Regions from separate parts of the Mus musculus genome. Here regions 1, 2, 3, 5 and 6 are each linked to region 4. Evidence: chromatin contacts called from public promoter capture Hi-C data. All regions are on one chromosome and are shown on one strand. Each heading gives the region's core, a stretch centred on a gene start, on an enhancer-like site or on the middle of the called end of the contact. The rest is flanking DNA. Distances are from core to core; before and after follow the strand shown. Region 1 holds the start of Ndrg3 (N-myc downstream regulated gene 3). Region 2 holds the start of Rbl1 (RB transcriptional corepressor like 1). Region 3 holds the start of Blcap (bladder cancer associated protein). Region 4 holds the start of Eif6 (eukaryotic translation initiation factor 6). Region 5 holds the start of Soga1 (suppressor of glucose, autophagy associated 1). Region 6 holds the start of Mroh8 (maestro heat-like repeat family member 8).

What was found. Promoter capture Hi-C pulls out the DNA fragments that hold promoters and counts their contacts. Capture Hi-C pulls out chosen DNA fragments and counts their contacts.
Region 1: a contact with region 4 is called in a promoter capture Hi-C map of pre-B cells, with 5 times the contacts expected there. The contact joins the promoter of Ndrg3 here to the promoter of Eif6 in region 4. A contact is called at or near these places in 3 of 39 promoter capture datasets (liver and pre-B cells), 1 of 115 datasets of contacts at active chromatin or transcription factors (pancreatic cancer cells) and 1 of 9 other capture datasets (liver).
Region 2: a contact with region 4 is called in a promoter capture Hi-C map of pre-B cells, with 2.2 times the contacts expected there. The contact joins the promoter of Rbl1 here to the promoter of Eif6 in region 4. A contact is called at or near these places in 1 of 39 promoter capture datasets (pre-B cells) and 1 of 484 Hi-C or Micro-C datasets (CD4 T cells).
Region 3: a promoter capture Hi-C map of liver shows a contact between it and region 4, with 2.6 times the contacts expected there. The contact joins the promoter of Blcap here to the promoter of Eif6 in region 4. A contact is called at or near these places in 1 of 39 promoter capture datasets (pre-B cells) and 1 of 9 other capture datasets (liver).
Region 5: a promoter capture Hi-C map of adipose tissue shows a contact between it and region 4, with 4 times the contacts expected there. The contact joins the promoter of Soga1 here to the promoter of Eif6 in region 4. A contact is called at or near these places in 1 of 39 promoter capture datasets (pre-B cells) and 1 of 9 other capture datasets (adipose tissue).
Region 6: a contact with region 4 is called in a promoter capture Hi-C map of pre-B cells, with 2.5 times the contacts expected there. The contact joins the promoter of Mroh8 here to the promoter of Eif6 in region 4. A contact is called at or near these places in 2 of 39 promoter capture datasets (liver and pre-B cells).

What each region holds. Positions count from the first base shown.
Region 1 is chr2:156,990,673-156,993,673 of GRCm38.p6, reverse strand. It overlaps Ndrg3 (N-myc downstream regulated gene 3), which reads left to right and starts at 1,563. Exons shown (of 16, transcript NM_013865.2): 1 at 1,563-1,675.
Region 2 is chr2:157,203,237-157,206,308 of GRCm38.p6, reverse strand. Rbl1 (RB transcriptional corepressor like 1) reads left to right here and starts at 1,775. Exons shown (of 22, transcript NM_011249.2): 1 at 1,775-2,009. The coding sequence starts at 1,854.
Region 3 is chr2:157,564,650-157,567,725 of GRCm38.p6, reverse strand. Blcap (bladder cancer associated protein) reads left to right here and starts at 1,365. Exons shown (of 2, transcript NM_016916.3): 1 at 1,365-1,478.
Region 4 is chr2:155,824,909-155,828,224 of GRCm38.p6, reverse strand. It overlaps Eif6 (eukaryotic translation initiation factor 6), which reads left to right and starts at 1,300. Exons shown (of 6, transcript NM_010579.2): 1 at 1,300-1,898; 2 at 2,015-2,100. The coding sequence starts at 1,792.
Region 5 is chr2:157,077,646-157,080,714 of GRCm38.p6, reverse strand. Soga1 (suppressor of glucose, autophagy associated 1) reads left to right here and starts at 1,450. Exons shown (of 15, transcript NM_001164663.1): 1 at 1,450-2,486. The coding sequence starts at 1,806. It also overlaps a transcript of Tldc2 not described here.
Region 6 is chr2:157,278,275-157,281,368 of GRCm38.p6, reverse strand. It overlaps Mroh8 (maestro heat-like repeat family member 8), which reads left to right and starts at 1,820. Exons shown (of 25, transcript NM_001039557.4): 1 at 1,820-2,177. The coding sequence starts at 1,894. Rpn2 (ribophorin II) reads right to left here and starts at 2,271. Exons shown (of 17, transcript NM_019642.4): 1 at 2,034-2,271. The coding sequence starts at 2,046.

The sequences.
Region 1 (3,001 bases), core at 314-2,813, 1.2 Mb before region 4:
GTGGTTTGTGTTGGCCTGTCTCAGTGGTACTGAGCTCCAAGCATGGTTTATGCTTATTCACAGCTTTATGAGAGAGGCTTTGTTTTTTGTGTCATTTATAGAACATTGGCAATGTTTCCTAATTTAGCCAGTAATATGTACTGAGGGTAAACTTGCAGTTCAGTGCTTTGTTAACAGTTAAATATAAATCATGTGGGGGCTGGTGAGATGGCTCAGTGGGTAAGAGCACCCGACTGCTCTTCCGAAGGTCCAGAGTTCAAATCCCAGCAACCACATGGTGGCTCACAACCATCTGTAACGAGATCTGACGCCCTCTTCTGGTGTGTCTGAAGACAGCTACAGTGTACTTACATGTAATAAATAAATCTTAAAAAAAAAAAAATATAAATCATGTAATAAAATGCCTTCAATACTAGTTTTGCCTTCATTCAGATTGGCTTGGGCCTGGCCTGGGTTTGTTTAATTTTACCCTTCTAGGTAGACAGTTCACTGAAGGAAGATGGCAGAAACTGATAATAGGCCAACCTACCTAATGCTACAACCCTTTAATAACATAAGTTGCTCATGTTGAGGTGAGCCCCAGACACACAATTATCTGTTGTTCCTTTATAACTAATTTGCTAGTGTTATGAATCAAATATAAATATCTGATATGTAAGCCCTGTGAAAGAGTCAGCTCCCAAAGGTATGGTGACCCTTGTGCCATAGAGGAGTGCTGTTTCCCAGCTTCTCTCATGGCTTGTTCAGCTTGCTTTGTTATCCCCTCCAGGGCCACCTACCCATAGTAGGCTGGGTGCTCCCATTATCAGTCATTACTAAGAAAATACACTACACAGTCCAATTTACTAGGGGCCTTTTCTCAACTGAGATTCTCTTCCCAAATTACTTTATTTCAAATTGACATAAAAGTTGCCAGCACATGCAGGCAACGTTTTGATTCTAGTCTGGAGAGATGACTTAGTGTTTAGATGTGCACTGTTCGTAGAGAGGACTGGAATTCATGTCTGTAATCTCCCATTTCAACATTCTGCAGCTGTCTTTAGTAGGAATCTGCTACATTTATATGAACATCACTGCCCTGCACAGATGCTCGTATATGCACAATTAACAATGAAAATCTTTAATTGTTGAGTCAATAATATGTTCAGTCGTTTTTTGTTTGTTTTGTGTGAAGTAACCAACTCTCTTGTTCTACTCAAGAAGGAAATAATATGGCTGCCATTTGTAAAAGATGGAAGAGGACTAGGAATTTGATTCCTGGAAATCGAATCCCTGAGGCTCAGGAGTGCCAGATGATCTTGAGTGTAGCTTTAAACCTTGTTAAAACAAGTATGTCATGGCCCATAAGAGCTTACTAATAATTCAACCATGAGGGAGAGGTAGGTGTGCAGAGAAAACATTTCACATCCCCTCCTGGCAGTTCTGAGCAACAGCCTCCGGGACACCGCAAGAAGAAAAACTACAGCCAAGATGGCGCTGCTAGAGACTCTGTAGGCCTGACCACCATTTTGTCTGTAGTTCCTAGCGTAAGCAGGCGCGTTGCGCATGCGTAAACCCCCGGCATCCTCAGCGCGCCTGCGCTGCGCAGCGCCCCCCCTCCTTGCTGCTGCTGCTGCTGCTGCTGCTGCTGCTGCCGCTGCTGCTGTAGATTGACGGCCCCGCGCTAGCGCTTCAGGTGAGTGAGCGCCTCTACCACAGCGGGCGGAGGGCGCGCCGCGCGGTACGCCCGCCCGGGTGTCGCTCCTCTGTGCGCTGCGGACCGATGGCCACGCGACCAGCCCCGGGTCCTCGCGGTCGGCCTTCTCTGAGCCCCCCGAGCCTATCGCGTTCAGCCCGGCCTCCCGCGCCCCTGCCGGTACCTAGTCGGCGGAGGGCAGCGTGTGACCTGTTGGGGTCCGGCGTCGCTACAGAGGTCTGCACCCTCCGTCGCTGGAACCCCCTGAGGCTGTCACCCGTTCTCCGCCTCTCACGGCGGAGCACGGAGCTCCTAGAGCTGAGCATCCACCTACCCCGTTGCCCCTCACAGCCCAGAGAGTTTTGACAGGGGCCTGGACTCGCCTTCTGTGGGTTTCTTCCCAAAGCCACAGAGGCACTCTTCTCTCCTGGGACCACAGGACCACGGTTTGTCTAAAGCCCACTTTGTAGCCAAAGAAACTGAGGCACGGAGAGGTGAAATGTCGCGTCCAAGGTCATGCAACTGACAAGTGACACGGCCAGCTCTCTTAACTCAGAGGCGGTGGGGCTTTCACAGCCAGAGCTGGTGGGGTTTGACCTTGTATCTTTAAATTTGGGGCGGTGGGGAATACACTTGTCATTTATCTAGAGTTGCTTTTAAAGGTCGTAAAAGTGGGCTACGAATAGAATTATCTTCTGGTCAGTACGGTGGAAATGCTGTTGTGATAACAATCGCGATGTTAACGTGAACTGGCTCCCTCCCAAATACTCGCTTTGTGCCAGGGATCTTGCTAAAGGTTTTATTAAGATCGGTTCACCTTTGTACCTCGCTGCTTCCCTATCCAGTGCTTTCTCCCTTCTTTTTCTCGAAGCCGTTTTTTCCCCCTGCAGAGCTCTCCTGCATGTCACAGGTAGACTTGGAGCCTCATGGCTTAAGCTGAGAGGCTCTCCCCTGTGGCTCCCTGGTAGAACACAGTAAGCCTCTCCTGCGTCAACCCCACTCCCCTCCCCCAGGGTGTCCCCCCCCCAGCCCCCCAAGGTATAATTAGCATTTCTTTTCTAGCTGTCAGGACTAGGCTGGCTGGGCTGGCTGGACTTGTGGAGGTGACAGAGCAGATTTAGCCAGTATCACCTCTTTTTGGGACTTTCTGGCTCTGCTCCAAAGCTGGTCTTGAGCATTTTCAGGCTTTAAGATAAAACGAGAAAGCGTTGACACGGTGGTGAAGAATCTAAGACACCTCCTTTGATTTGAGTTCCAAATGAACAGCTATAAAAATGTGTTGATTTTTTTTTTTTTTTTGCCCCCAAAATAACTAGCACAAACTGC
Region 2 (3,072 bases), core at 526-3,025, 1.4 Mb before region 4:
TCCAGGCCTCTCCATTCTGTTTCATGAGTGAGCAGGTCTGGCTTATCATTGAGCTAAGGCTGTAAGAAAAAGATTCTTCAGACACACTTGGATTTCTACCACAGTAGGCTCTGTAAATAAAGACAAAAAATAAATAAATAGATTTCTACAAAAGATCCTCCAAACTCCGTAGGGAGATTTTTCAGCTAGTGCACGCAGGGAGCTCCAAGGATGCAGCTTTTGCAATTGTCACCCCGGACAGAATGCGCTTTTTGATGATGCAATGCCTTTGAGTCACCCCTGCTACTCCTCTATGTAACCCCAGTAAACTAATTCACCGTCTCACTAAAGCTAGATGAGGCTGGAGCTATTTCTTTGGTCTGTTGTCATTTGCCTATTAGGGATTTAGAGAGCTTTCCATCTCCCTATATCAGGACTCTTCCTTGAGCAGTACACCTTTGTATTTTAATTCAACGATTCCTTCCGATACGTCATGTAAGACAACACTCTACTACCTCCAAACTTGGTAGTCTCCACGAGGCCATACCCGCAGCAGTGGATTTTGTCCAAAACAAATTAATCATCATTAACATGTTAAAATCTCTGCTTTGAGTATACCATGAGGCTTTAGTGGGGCATAGGAACTCCTTCATAACTTGCCTTGACGTCCCTGTTTTCTTCTCTAGTGACTCCTTCATCCAAACAAGGACTACTCTGTAATTTTCAAACACACTGCCCCAAGTCCTTAGTGTAGAAGAGAAATAATCCAAATCAGGGAATACAGTGAAGGCAAACGATTCTATCCTACCATCCAACTCTCTTGGAAGAGCTGATCAATAAGTATGACAATTTCAGATAAGGTACAATGGAGACGATGAAATAGAAGTTAGGTGTCAGCTTATAGATGTACTGCTCAGTAATGGCCTGAGAAGGTTAAAATTAGACTTAAATGATGAAGAGCAAGGTATGCAAAGATATGCACAATAGCATTTTCACACACGGAGAAAAGCCTCCTGCGACTGAGAACTAGCTTGATATTCCCAAGGTTACGAGTTACCTGGTGCATCTGAATGCTATTATTTTTCTGTATTTTAAAGACAAAAAATGATCTCGTGCAGGATTCTGAGTGAAAACGATCAGGTTCTAGTTTAGGTTTTAAAAACACCTTTCAGGTAAGCGCGAGGACCATCTCTATTCCTGAAACGACTATTTACTGGGACAGTTTCCAGAATCCTGGGAGTGAGGCTGAGACCCGTCACCCCAAACCCTTGTCCCTGCATCCCTTTCTGGCGAGATTTGGGAGTCTCTGACGTGGCGCTTCTACGTGAAGAAGCCACTTTCGGCAGCTCCCGCCTCCACCTCCATCGAGGGTCAAAGCTCAGTGAGAGCGGGCTGGAGGCGCGCCGGGGAGCTGACAAACCTAGGGTCCACAGGACAGTGTCATGGAGAAGGCTTCCCACTAGCGTGAACGGACTCGCAGTCCCAAGTCACCCACACCAGGGAACCCGCGGTGGAGAGCGCGGGGCGCGAGCTACAGTCCCGGCAGCCTCAGCACCGGCTCGGATCCTTCCGCCCCGCTCTCTCACGTCCGTCCCCGCGGCCCGGAGCCCCGCAGCTGCCCACCCAGGGCCCGAGCTAGATCTCCGTTAGAGTCCGAGGTCCATCTTCTTATCCCATTCCGGGAGACGGGCTGCTGCGGGCTCCAGAGGAGAAAGGGACTTTTTGAGAAGAAAAGCGGAGGCAGACGATGAAGGGAAGGCGAGCTCAAGAAGGCGATTTTCGCGCGCTTTGTCGCGGGGGGTTGTGGGTAGCTCGCCGGGAGGGAAAAGAAAACCCCGAAGCCGGTCGCGCCGCCCGTCGGGCCGGAGGGGGATATGTTCGAGGACGAGCCCCACGCCGAGGGGGCGGCGGCGGTCGCCGCGGCCAGGGAGGCGCTGCAGGCCCTGTGCCAGGAACTGAACCTGGACGAGGGAAGCGCGGCCGAAGCCCTGGATGACTTCACGGCCATCCGCGGCAACTACAGCCTAGAGGTGAGCGGCGGCAGGTGGGCGGCGGCCCCGACCCTCGCCAGGCCCCACCCCCGGCCCGCCCCCGCCCCAAGCCTATCGGGCGGTGGGAGTTCCCCACCTACGAGGGTCTCCGAGGAGTGCGGGGAGGGAAGGGTGGGTGTAGCTCGGCCAACCCACCCATTTGGATTGAGGCGGGAAACCGAAGATCGGAAAGTGAGCCGCCGGTTCTGCGGGGGTTCCCTAGGCTCCCAACTTTCAAACTTGATTTCTGCGCGCCGCCCAGTGCCCCAAACGGCGCGGTGCTGCCGTTAAATCGATCAGACCTGATCCCGCGGTAAAATGAATTACTCATCGCTGCTCAGCCCTTTGATTATGTCTTCCCCAACTCGTTTGAAACACCACTGGATCCCCATTCCACAGAGGGAGAAAGTGGGGTCGGTAAGAAGTTAATTTAGCGCCCAAGGTGACGCAGTTTGCCATGCAACCTGGTACAGCAGTTTGAGCCCTTTAACTCCTCCATTCTTCCACCTAATCGAGTGTAGCAGTTAGTTCGTTTATACCATGCACTGTAGTTAGATAGATCAAAGTCAGCACACACAAAGCTCTTCTCAGCCCCACGTTCCTCTCTGCCAGGCCGTTGCTCTAACGATTGATGTGGTATCTGGCTCTGAATAAAATAAATGGTGCTTGTTATCATTATTAGGTATTCCCAGTAACACACACACATATGTTAATGATATATATGTGTGTGTGTGTGTGTGTATACATATATATATATATACCCAGGGGGTATCGAGACAGACTATTTCAGCATCTAACTGAGATGTACAAAAGCTTTCATTATACACATGGGCAGGATTCACATATAGGATTCCTCTGACTCAGACTGCCAGCGAAATAATTGCTGGTCAGGGAGTAGGAAATAGGGAGCAACTGTTGTACACATGTCTATACTCCTATGAGAGAAAAGTACCTGAGACTACACACACACACACACACACACACACACACACACATATATAAAATTTGTCTTTACAGCAGGACAGTGACTACTATACCTGTTTTCTTGGTGGTGTTACAGCTC
Region 3 (3,076 bases), core at 116-2,615, 1.7 Mb before region 4:
CCTTCCTGCCTTGGATCCCCTTGGCTTCTAGACACTACCAAGACCCGTGTGCTGAGGGAGGCCCACCAGCCCTTATACAGGTCCACTCTCTCCATCCACGGTGTGCCCAGGCATTTCCGCTACTGAGTTCTCTGTCCCACTTCTGATTGTCCCCTAGCAGCCTGTCTTCGGGCCTTTCCACCCTGGCCAAGGGCTCTTCACCTCTTCTTCATCCCTACAGCCACAGCTTAGGAGTCAATGCCTGTGCCTCAGTATGTGCTTCCCGCACCCAGTTTGATATGATCTCTTCTAGCTCCCTTAGTCACTACCTGTCTGAGTCACCATGACTTTGTGTCTGGAAAGATGTTCTGGTTGCTTAACTGGCTTCCTGTCCCAAACCTCACTTTCATGTTTTCTAACCCTGAAAGTCAATGGCCTCGGAGAGACCCAGATTTCTTTTCATTGCCTCGAAGAACATAGCTTCCCATGTCTCTCAAGACAAAAATTCAAATTCATGACCAAGGTACCTGTCATATTCCTTGTTCACCTTCCACCCTTAGGGTTGTCACCTCCATGTCTGGAACAAGACCCCTCACTCACACAATGCACAAACTCAATATGCCTAAGACGGCCCCAACCCTCGCCCACTCCAGACACCAGGATTCCACTCATTTCTCCTCTCTTTACTTTGCCTCCTAGTGCCTTCCACGATGCCTAATTACAAATCATGTACTGGTGCGACTACAAGTGGTTACTGGGTGGTAGTCTCTCCACTATCCCCCGACACTCACTCTCACCCTGGTGACTGAGAAAATTGGGGTCAGGAGTAGAATTGTACCTCCTTAGCCTCTAGCACTGCGCTTGCGCACAGTATGAGGTCAGGAACGTGGCTAATAAGCTAGTAAGTGACCACACTGACTCATCTAGACATTAACAAGCCTGGGGCAAGCCATTTCCTCACCAAGGAGGAAGCACGTCCTCAGCCCGTGGTTGAAGGGCCAGATCTGAGCCACGAGAAGTTTTCCCAAAGTACACAAATCACAAGGTGCTAAGGATTCTGCGGAGTTACGCTCATCAGCGTAACTACACCTCGCTCGCCCGCGGAGCTCTCAAAGAGTAAGAATCACAATCTGCTGCATATGCATGAAGGGGACCATGGGCCGGAGGTTCGGGGCTGCCTAAGATACGCCTGACCAAATATTCCACGGGTTTGAAGACCTTAGCGCCCCATAATTTTATTCAAGTCTACTAAAAACTCAGAAAGGACATTTCGTGGCGGATACTGAGGGGAGAGTGTCTGAGAGTAGCCTCGCTTTGAGCCAGTTTGTCAGGCGTTCTCAGAAGACAGCTCGGTTCTGGACCGGGGGTCCTTGGACCGCTCCACTAGAAGACGAAGGGGGCGTCTCCCCAGCTCCTGCGGCGTTGGTGGCGAGCTAAGGTGGAGGCAAGCAGCGGCGGCGACGGCGACAGTGGCGGCAGTGCCATGGTGGGGCTCGCAGGTATCGTGGCGTCGCCCGCCTGGGCAGGGTGAGAGCGCTCGGTGCGGCCGCGCCGCCATGTTAGCCCTCCGGGGTCACCTTAGGCGTCGCTTGGCCTCTCGCCGGGGCTTTCCGCGCGGCCGGGGTCGGGCGCACCCTTGTCTGGCGTCAGATGACCTCCCCTTTTCGTCCCAACCTGGGCCTTGGGGGTGGTCCCTTCCCGTCCCTTGGGTGGGTTCCGGGGTTCCTTAGCTGTCACTCTGGCCTCCAAGGTCAGCGCGCTCCCGGGACGGGGCTGGGAGGGGCGGGCGCGACCACCACCTCCTCTGTTCCGGACCTTGGCGAGGGGCTCAGCTTCTGGGAGGCTGGACACTCTTTCCTCGCCACTTCAGTTTCTCTCCCCCCCCCCTTTTTTTTTCTTTTTCTTCCCCCACCCTTATCCGAAGGAGTGTGGGGAGAAAGTAGAAGTGGGCCCCGAACGCTCTCTTTTGTGTCCGGAGTGATAGGGTGACCATCTGCTACGGGTCCCGTGTGCTTCTCACTTCCACCAACTTTTCGTCGAGTCTGGACACCGGTTCCCTCTCCAGTTTGTGGGGAGTGGCACTCAAGGGCAGCAGAAGGAACGGAGTGCCTGGCTGGAAAGGAAGAATGGGGGATGGGGACAGTCGATTTTTTTTTTTTTTTCCTTTCTCTGCCAAACCACCTTTAGGTTTCTTCTAAGTCTCTTGTCTCTTTTTACTTGGGAAACTGGGGCCCGTTCTAGTTTATAGGTTATTTCTGTTTATAGGTTCGGATCTTCTTTGTCCCTTTCAGGGAACTGATATATTGGGGACAGCTCTGCCCTGTCTGACATGGTCCAGCCATCCTGTCAGCCATCTGAACTGCAACACCAAAGCCAGGACCCAAAAAAAGTTCCATTTTATGTGCCCCTGGCAAGCATTAGATTGAGCTGGCTTGTTTCTTTTAAGTCAAGATTCATTAATGGCCAGAGTTCCTGTTTAAAGATTGGATTTCTGGAACCTTGGTCAGTTTCCAGGAACCAGATCAATTCTCGATCTGAAAATGGTCATCTTAAAGTTGTTGACAGAACACTTTAACTTCTTACCTGTTATTTCTAGGGGGATGAGAGTTAGGCTGCCCTTTTTACTTGTTCTCTTTGAAATACACGCATTCCATTCAAGCTTGTGACTGTGTGATTTACCAAGAGCCCTGTATTGCCTTCCTCTCTGTCTTCTGGCTCTGCCCTGGGAATGTTCAGGAATCTGTATCCTGGTGTGGTATGAGCCCTGTGGAGGGAGGGGGACAGGATTATTTCCAGAGAAGATTGTGGCAAACATTGTCTCTCAGGCATATGGAAGAAGTCAGTGGTCACCTGAAAAAAGAGACTTTGGTAAATTAGTCTTATGTTTGTGTATACACATTTAAATCTCCTGGGGAAGATTAGCTGCCAGCTCAGAGGCTCGCCCTTTGGGATGTTGGCTCCTGAAGCGATCCAAGTTTGAAAGTAGATATCTAGTAAGGAGTCAGCAGCGAGCCTGCTTCCTTCAAAACCTCTGTGTAATTAAGCTGTCTTTGGCCAGCCCCAGAGTCAAAGCCAAAAATCTTAATTCCTGTCCTGT
Region 4 (3,316 bases), core at 51-2,550:
TAGATGCATAGAGCGAGTATACAGAGCTCTCTGATTAACTCAAAAATAAAACTTCTGTTGCAGGTACATAATCAATATGGTCTGCCTAAATGAATGGCCACAGAAAATTCAAGCTTCTAGTACACACTGCAGAGCCCCCCTGAGACTCAGAAACTATAAATACACATATGACTCTTCATCCTAACTCTGCACCAAGCTGTGCTCACAACCTCACCCTGAACATTCCCTAGAGCCGAAAGGCTACTTAGATGCAGATTCTGAGGGCTGAAGCTTAAAAGCACAAACCTCAGAGAACAAGACAGATGTATTAGATGAAAACTGTATTAGGGACAGAGGGTCATGGAGATAGTAGAGCGATCGACAAAGCTTATCAGAGAGAGGCTGACTTGGAGGCTGGTCTTGAAGGACAGGGGGAGAGCCAGGTGGAGGAGAGTTAAGAGTTCTTGGTAGAGTAAGCCAGAGAGTGGTGTGGGGCTCAATGAGCGGATCTGGGGTGAGCTGGGGGAGATAAGCAGAGCACGTAGTTGAACACTTAGACACAAACACACAGACCACCTTGCTGAATGTCTCTGGAAGCTCGGGCTGCAGCTGGTCATGGGTCTTTCTCCTGAACTTAGCACCTGCAGGAGACTGTGCATGGTACTAATCAATAAAGGCAATTGTGGCTAGACCCCGTAGCAATCTGATGTGTTCTCGGTTATGGGACTGTATGATGGGGCTGGGGAAAGGGCGCCGCGCCATTTATGCCCCTTTCAGATCAGATCTTCTTGGAGAAGAATGAATGGCATAAGACAGTCTGCGGTAAGTGATTCTCTGCTCCTTTTACCTTCCACTGTGGCATTCTGAGACACCCTGGGGACTTTTGTATATTCTACACTAGTTGAGACAAGTTTATTCTATGAAAATGGGCCATACCACTATCCCCAGGGCTGCTGATGGGGTGATAAACTGCGTGATAAACACATCAAGGAAGCAAGTCAGCTCTCAGATCTTTGCTTACCCTAGAACCCTTTCTCCTCCAATCTCTCCGTAACACATTTCCCCGTCTCCATTGTCTTCTTCAGCCTATGGTTCTTATGCCTCCTCCAACCACTTTATCCTGGTCTCTTGGTTGATCTCTATGCCAAATTTCAATCTTCAACCCTTGACCCTTGCCACTGGTCCAGATTCCCACTTCCGTCCGCGTGGCCGGGGTGTGATTATCCTCTTTCTCAAATCCGCCCTTTTCCCGTCCTTACTCGGTAAATAAAGCCCTCCAATCAATCCAGCTCCAACCAGACAACACCGGTTCCTCATTTCCTCATCTTTTCATTTGCCCAGCCTCAGGTTTGATTGATTATTCCTTCTAAAAAGACCCACTAGGAGGTGAAGCCAAAAACCTAAAGCAAGAAAACGTGCAGGAGGCGGGGTCGGGCGGAGTCACCTAGTAACCATCGAGTCCTCCCAAAGGGTGGGGCTAGAGTGACCAGCAGCTCCGCCCGGCTCCTGCGCGCTCCCGGAAGCGGGCCTGGGAGGAGGCGGAAACGGAAAGCTAGTTACGGGAGAAGTTGTTGCAGCGTGTAGACATTGGAGTCGCTTGGTGAGCTGTTGGGACTCTGGGCGGCAAAAGTCAGTTCCGGGTCGCAGGGCGAGAGGACTTGGGGCAGGAGAGCCAGGAGGGATCCGTCCGCACGCCCGGGCATCTGAGGGGCCCGAGAGGGCGGGGTTTGAGGAGGCGAGGCTGGTTGACCCGGCTCCGGAGTGGATCTGTCGGCCCAGAACCCGCAGTCGTGCTGCCCCCCAGCCTCTCTCATGGCGGTCAGAGCGTCGTTCGAGAACAACTGTGAGGTCGGTTGTTTTGCCAAACTCACAAACGCCTACTGCCTGGTGGCCATCGGAGGCTCAGAGAACTTCTATAGGTGAGGCGAGAGCTTCTGGTCCCGAGCCGCCGGGGCGGGAAGGGAAGGGAGGCGGAGAGCGAGAGGTCTGAAAAGAGCGACCCACCCCAGTAAGCAGCGAATCCGTGTTTCTACAGTGTGTTCGAGGGTGAGCTCTCCGATGCCATTCCCGTGGTGCACGCATCCATCGCCGGCTGCCGAATCATCGGGCGCATGTGTGTGGGTAAGGCGGGTGGAAGACGCCGAGGGACACAGCGAAGCACTCTGAGTCATTAGTTTCCTGGAGCTTACCCCCAGTGATCGGGGGATTCCCAGGCTTTCGGGCCCAGTGGACTTTGGAATCTGACGGGTGTGTGGGACTCGAACTGCAGATCAAGAACACTGTCTCTCAGACTTGAGAGTAGCCGGAGCGAAATACCATTAAGTGCTGGCTATCATTCTTGGTCTCGTTTTTCCTTCACAGGGATACTGGAAAGCATGGGTTGTCGCTCGGAACTATGTGACTTACAGAGTCCCACACCTAAGGGCGGAGGAGAGGATTTGCATCTCTCTCCTGCCTCTGAATATGAACAAGTTGCTTCTTGTTTTTGAGCATCAGTTTCTCCCTCAGGAAATAACTAAGGTCCCAGGTCACCCTGTTCAGCTGCATTTAATTCTTACAATTTCTTTTTTTGTTTGTTTTTTTTTTGTTTTTTTCGAGACAGGGTTTCTCTGTATGGCCCTGGCTGTCCTGGAACTCACTTTGTAGACCAGGCTGGCCTTGAACTCAGAAATCCGCCTGCGTCTGCCTCCTGAGTGCTGGGATTAAAGGCGTGCGCCATCACACCAGGCTAATTCTTACAATTTCTAACTACAACTCGAGTGTTGAGTGGCTCCCGACTTTTCCTTTTATCCCCCCACACTCTGGCCTTAGCTGCACTGTCCCTGTAGCTAAGAATGACCTAGAATTCTTGATACACCTTCATCTACCTCCCAGGTTTGGGGATTAGTAGGTGTGTGCCATTATGCCTTTGCAGTCCTTTCACCTGGCACTGTGCCCCATTGCTACACTCTTAGTTTCTTGGTTCAGGCTTTTATGTATTTACCTAAAAACATTTTTTTTTTAATCGTTAAGCATGGGTGGTGACTCTACATGGTTTCTCATTTACATTAATCTCTGATAATAAAACATCCTGGTCTTTTAACTGTGTCCTTATGAAATGAATTCTGACACGACATGAGAGATTTTAGTCTGGTCTTTGTTCTGTTTTAAGGAACGTAACGTGAGGTTCAGAAATTGAGAACTGTGGCTCAGGCTAGGCAGACGCTTGCCTGTAGTCATAGTGTAATGTTGAATGCTTTGTATAAAAATGCCATTCTTTTTTTTTTTTTTTTTTTTTTTGGTATTTCGAGACAGGGTTTCTCTGTATAGCTCTGGCTGTCCTGGAACTCACTTTGTA
Region 5 (3,069 bases), core at 201-2,700, 1.3 Mb before region 4:
GTTTCAAGAACTGCACATTCTCTCTGTATCACTTCAATGAGCCCCTTAAGAGCAGGGACAATCACGATAATGAACTTGTAATGGACCCATTAGAGCAGGCTAGGACTGGACTCCGCGGCTTGGGTGTAGGAGGACTCCCCAGGGTCCTCAGGGTTCCCAGGTGCTAGGCAGACCTGCTTGTACTTCGAGGTGGATGGTGGGTCAATAAAAGAAAAAGGAGTAGACCTTGAACTAGTTGGCCATGATGTAGGTCAGGTTAGGAGAAAGGGGAGGAGCCAAAGTAAAGATGAGGGAAGAAGAGGAGGACGAGGAACCCATGGAAAAGAAGGGGGAAAAGAGAAGGGGAGAGAAAGACCGAGAAGGGTCTAAAGGAAGAAAAAGAGGCTGCATAGTGTGTGTGTGTGTGTGTGTGTGTGTGTGTGTGTGTACGAGCTACCTTCTGGGTGGCAAGAGACTGGGCAGCTACCATGCTGATGAGTGCCTTCCCAGGGCCAAAGAACTTACTATGGTTTAGGCACAGTGTGGAGAGGGCAGAGGTGAGGAAGGTGTAAGGGATTCTGAGAAATTAACTCTGATAGCCTGAATAGCTCAAGAGGAAAGAAACCATGCCCACCAATACTGGGGCCTTGGAGTCTGTGGTGGAGTCAATCTGACCCTGTTGGTATTCAGGGTCACAGTCCCATGCCAGCCCCTAACCGGCCTAGAACCTGCCCCCTAAGCACCTAACGGTCTGGCATCCTCAAGGCACAGCCTGAAGTTAATCGCAAAGACCATGAAATTGGGGTCGGGGAGACAAGACTATGCCCGGGTTCATAGGCAACTAGGGTGTGCAAGATCCAAGATGCACGCGGAACGCCACGGTTCCAATGGCAGCGGACAGATAGACGAGGCAAAAGGAGTCCAGCATACTCTGTAGGATCCATCCTGCTTCCTTCTCAGACCAAGAACCGACCGCGTGCCAGGTCGTGTTCAGTTTAAGGTTCTATAGGATGGGGTCGTTTGTCATGCCCAGTTAAAGGGGGCGGAGTTCGCGCAGGCTCAGCACCCACAAGGGGCGCGCGGCGCGGTGCTGGGTGTGCATGGATGCTGGCTCCGGCCCTTTGAGGTCCGCGGGGCCTCTGCCAGGGAATAGTCTCTCCTGTCGTCCACGAGGCCCCTACGGCGACGCCGGGCTTCCAGGCTCCTCGGCCGGGTGTGATCCCCCAGCCCGCAGAGGAGCGGCCGGCGGCCCGGAGCGGCGGGAGCGAGCCGAGGCCGCGGCTGCCCGGGCCCGCCTGACCCTCGAGGGGGTCGCTGTTGCCTCGCGGATCCCTCCCTCGCTCCCCGCTCGCGTCCCTCCCCGCTGCTCCCGCCGCGTCCGCCTTTTGTTCGCCGAGCCGCGCGCCCCCGAGCCGAGGCGGCGGGGCGGGGAGCTGGCGGGGCTGCGTGGGGGGCGGGCCGCGCCGGGCGGAGCCGGGGCCCTGGCCTCAGCCGGACTGGGAGTCCGAGGCGGCGATCGCCGAGCAGGCTGCAGTCGGGGTCCGGGCGCACTCCGGGGGCGCGGCGAGGCGGAGGGGGCGGGCACCGGGCGGAGCCGGAGTCGGAGTCGCGGCGCCTGGAGGAGATCGGGCCGCGCGCTGAGAGCACCGAGTGGCGGAGAGGCCGCGCGGCGCGGGGCAGGGCCCGAGCGCAGCCCCCGGACGCAGGAGACCGGAGCGCAGTCGCGGCCTGAGCGGCGGGAGCGCATCCGAGACCCGCCGCAGGGACACCCAAGCCGGCCACTCCCGGGCCATGCGCGCCGCTCGCTGAGACCCGGGGAGGCCGCGATGGAGACGCCAGCGGGAGAGTCATCGGCGCGGGGCTACGGCCCCCCGCCTGCGCCCGCGCCCGCCGCGGAGAGGAAGAAAAGCCACCGCGCGCCATCACCAGCCCGGCCCAAGGACGTGGCCGGCTGGTCTCTGGCCAAAGGCCGCCGCGGCACAGGCCCGGGCTCCGCTACAGCCTGTGGCACCGCGTCCTCGGCGAGGCCCGACAAGAAGGGGCGCGCGGTGGCTCCTGGTACCCGAGGCACGGGGCCTCGGGTGGCCGGGGTGCGCACGGGGGTCCGCGCCAAGGGTCGCCCTCGTCCCGGTACCGGGCCCCGCCCGCCGCCGCCGCCGCCCAGCCTCACGGACAGTAGCTCCGAGGTGTCGGACTGCGCGTCGGAGGAGGCGCGCCAGTTGGGCCTGGAGCTGGCGCTGAGCAGCGACGCCGAGTCTGCGGCGGGCGGCCCGGCGGGGACCCGCACCGGGCAGCCGCCCCAGCCAGCGCAGTCGGGGCAGCAGCCTCCGCGGCCTCCCGCCTCCCCGGATGAGCCGTCGGTGGCCGCATCGTCGGTGGGCAGCAGCCGCTTGCCACTCAGCGCCTCGCTAGCCTTCTCCGACCTCACCGAGGAGATGCTGGACTGTGGGCCCGGAGGCTTGGTGCGGGAGCTGGAAGAGCTGCGTTCCGAGAACGACTATCTCAAGGTGGGGACCTGGGGGGGATGGGGGAGGCGCAGGGGCGGGAGAGGACTGGTCATCCGGGCTCAAGAGTCCAGGGCGCTGACCAAGCAGGGAGAGTGCCCCACCTTCTCTTCCCACTTTTCCGGTGAGGAGGATTATGGATAAGACACCGAGTAAAGGACCCCAATGTGCACTTTCCCACCCGCGGTAAAACTGTTTTAGAGGACACGTTCTGATGGGTGAGTGGGGATAGTCAGCCAAGGCTGACCTTCCCCCCCTCTAACCTGCCCAGGACCCCGGTCCCAGATCAGCAGGCTTTCTCGGCTCTCTGTTCTGGAACCAATGTCCGTGTGTTAGGCTGCCAGGGAAACCGTGCTATCCCCTGGCAAGGAGAGGCAGAACACCATCCTAAGTCCTTACCCAGGGCTTCCCCGGCAGGCCTGTCCTCGCCTGCCTTTTGGGGCGGATCCAGTTTGAAAGCGTGACATCTGGGAACATCCCCTTGGCTCGAGTCCACTTCCGCCCAGTCTAACGGTCCCACAGCCTGGGAGGATGATGTCGTGGGAGAACTGGTTCAGAGGCCACTTCCTCAATCCCAGGATATTGT
Region 6 (3,094 bases), core at 571-3,070, 1.5 Mb before region 4:
CCATGATTTATCCCATTGGAAAGCAGAGAGGCACTGGAGAGAAAATAAAGCACAGAACAGGTGTCTTGGTATCTTGGGAGGAATGTGTTCTGTATGCAGTGATCTCTCAAGGCCCAAATGAGAAACTGTAACAAGAAAACTAGATACAAAGACAGGATTGGAGCTCATATGTTAACAGGTAGCAGAAGCCAATCCAAAGGACCTGTAGGCAACTGAAAGAAGGCAACTGAAAGAAGGGACCACAGCACAGCTCTGAGTAGGGAAGCGATCTGACAAGCAATTTAACAGGATTGCTTTGCTGAAGACAATACTGGGTTATACCCGTTACACCCGCCTAAGCAGGGGTGAAGACAGGAGGAGGGGGAGGAGCTATGTAGGAGGATACTGCCATGCTCCAAATACAGAAAGAATGAGAGCCAATAAGGGAACAGAGGTGGAGGTGCTAAGGAAATAGTCAGTCTTGCCACAATTTGAAGTTAAAACCTATCAGAATTGCCAATGGCTAAGAAGATGTAGAGAAAGAGACATCGAGGCATTTGGCAAAATTCCCAATGACCAATGGGCAATCAGGGATTTGATGTAGTGAAGGACTATGATCACCGCTCCTCCAGCTAAACTGTGAATCCCCTTATAGCCTCTGTGCCAGAAGCTGAATCTTTCTACACTTAAGCACAGTAGCAACTTTTCTGGCTCGTACTTGAACACTCAATTGAATGGGTAGGCCCAAATTATACTGAGTTCTTTGTATGCACTGCACCAGTCTTTAAGCCTTCTAATATCCAAGTGAGGTGGGTATTTTCTGCATTTTACAAACCAAGAAATGGTTTGTAAACTATTTCATACCTGTCACTCCAGGACTAGGGAAACAGAGGCAAGATGGTGAGTCTGAGCTGGAGCCCCAGCTTCATAGTAAGACCCTACCTATTCTGTGTGTATTGTGGTACATGCACATAAGTGTATGCCAGTGCACAGGCATGCAGAGGCCAGAGTAAACACAGGATGACTTCCTCTGATGTTCTATGCCTTCTTGCCTTGAGGCAGGGCCTTTTCACTGATCTAGAACCATTTTTGCTAGACTAGATGGTTACCTCTTGGGATCTGCTGGTCTCTGCCCTCCAATGCTGGGGTTACGTGCACAATGCAGCCAGCCATACCCAGTGCTAAGATTTGAACTCAGATCCACAAGTTGCACTGAACCAACTCCCAGCTCCCTAGACCCTATCTAAGTAAAGAAAAGAAAAAAGGTTCTTAAGTAGGTGCCCACTCCCTTGCCCTGAGACAAATAACTGAAACTCAAACTTAAGTTTCAATGCAAGTTCTGACTTTAGCCACTTTACCAACAAATAAAATAGTGACTTGAATACACTAAGATTCCCACCTATCCACTCAGAATCTACCAAGCATTGAGTTTTGCCCGGCACTGTTAAAAGCAAGCACAGAAATATCATTTAACACAACTCTTGCGAAGCAGATACCAGATGAGAAACTAAGCTGTTGAGTCCCTGGCTTCTGTTCTCACAATCAATACGTGGCCGGTTACAAGTCTGCACCCGTAATATCACTTCATACCCTAGGCTTTCAGCTCCCAGACAGACCTGTGAGTCTCCTGTCCCTGTCAGGGAAAAGGAACCTAGAAGTCGAAGAAAGTCTAGTGACATGCTCAAAAGCTTTCATGATGCCAGGGGTGGCTCTCTGTGACAGGCGTAGGCCGCTGGTACTACTCGAATGAATGGAGGAGGCCAGGCTCGGGCTCCGCGCTGCCCGGGCTCGCGCTCGGCCTTGCGGGGACCCGTAGTCCCACGTCGCACGCCCCGCCACCAACCCTTCGGGTCCCCAGCACTTCACCAGCTCGCAGCCTCCGCCACACGCTCGACCCCGAAAGCGCCCGTGCCCATGCCCCTGCCCCGTAGGGGAGGGGAACCGCGCCTAGCCGGCGCCCGTGTGGTCCGCACTAGCCTCCCGCGGGCGACGCCCCGCTCCCCAAAGCGTGTCGGCCGCGGGGCCCCACTATTGAGCCATGCGCAACGCCTCACCCGGCGGCGCCATTCCTCCGAGCAGGTCCCACCGGAGCCCGAGCAGGCAGACTTCCGCTCCGGGAAGTGGCTCCAAGAGCGCGCCGGAGGGGACGCCAGGGACCCGCGGCACACGCCACTTGCCAGAATGGGCTCCCGGCAAAGGTCAGTCGCGGCGGTCCCGCTTGGCAGGGCCGTGCCCGGCAGCCGCAGTGTGGGGCAGTTGAGTCGCGGCGTGCGAACCTCACTCACGGGTCCTGCTTGCCAAGCCGTCCTCTCCCCCGCGCCGGGACCCACTTGGAACCGACCGCCTCTCAACCGCCCTGCTCACGCCGCCACCGGGACCCGATTGGGCCGGGCCTTGGGGCGGGCCTAAGACGGGGCCACCTCTGATTGGCCAGTGACAGTGACTGGCCGGACGCGCTGTCACTCACGGTTCTCTCCCGCAGCCCGGCCAATTTTAAAAGGGTCCGGTTGGGAGGGGAGCGTTATCGTAACATTTGATTTTATCCACTTTGGGAAATTATGGTTAATGCATTACTTAGATTATTAATAATTGGCTGGTGAGTGAGGGTTTATCCAGTTTTCAAACCTGTGAGCTATACAGGTAACGGAGAGGAGCGTTTTAAAATGTTTGATTTTTTTTTTTTGAAAATTTCATACAATATATTTTGATCATATTCATTTCCTTCCCCCAACACCTTCCATATCCTCCCCCAACTCCCTACACACCCAACTCATGCTCTATTTTTCCTCTTTCTAAAGTAAAAAACAAACTAAGCATGGAGTCCTGCCCTGGAGAGTGGTTGATATACCCAGTCACTCCACTGAAGAAAACTGATTTTCCCTCTCCCAGCAGCTATCAGTTATGAATAGTTTTGGCTACAGTTGGGTCTTTTGTGCCCACTCCCCCTTCTCTGTGTTTTGTATGGCTTGAGCTTTTGTGGGTCTTGTGCATACTGACACAATCCCTGAAAAACTGCTTATTGGAAGCCGTTTATCACCCCTGGCTCTTAAACAATCCTTCTCCTCTTCCACATAGACCCACGCCCATGAGCCCTGAGGTAAAGGGGATGCTGTAG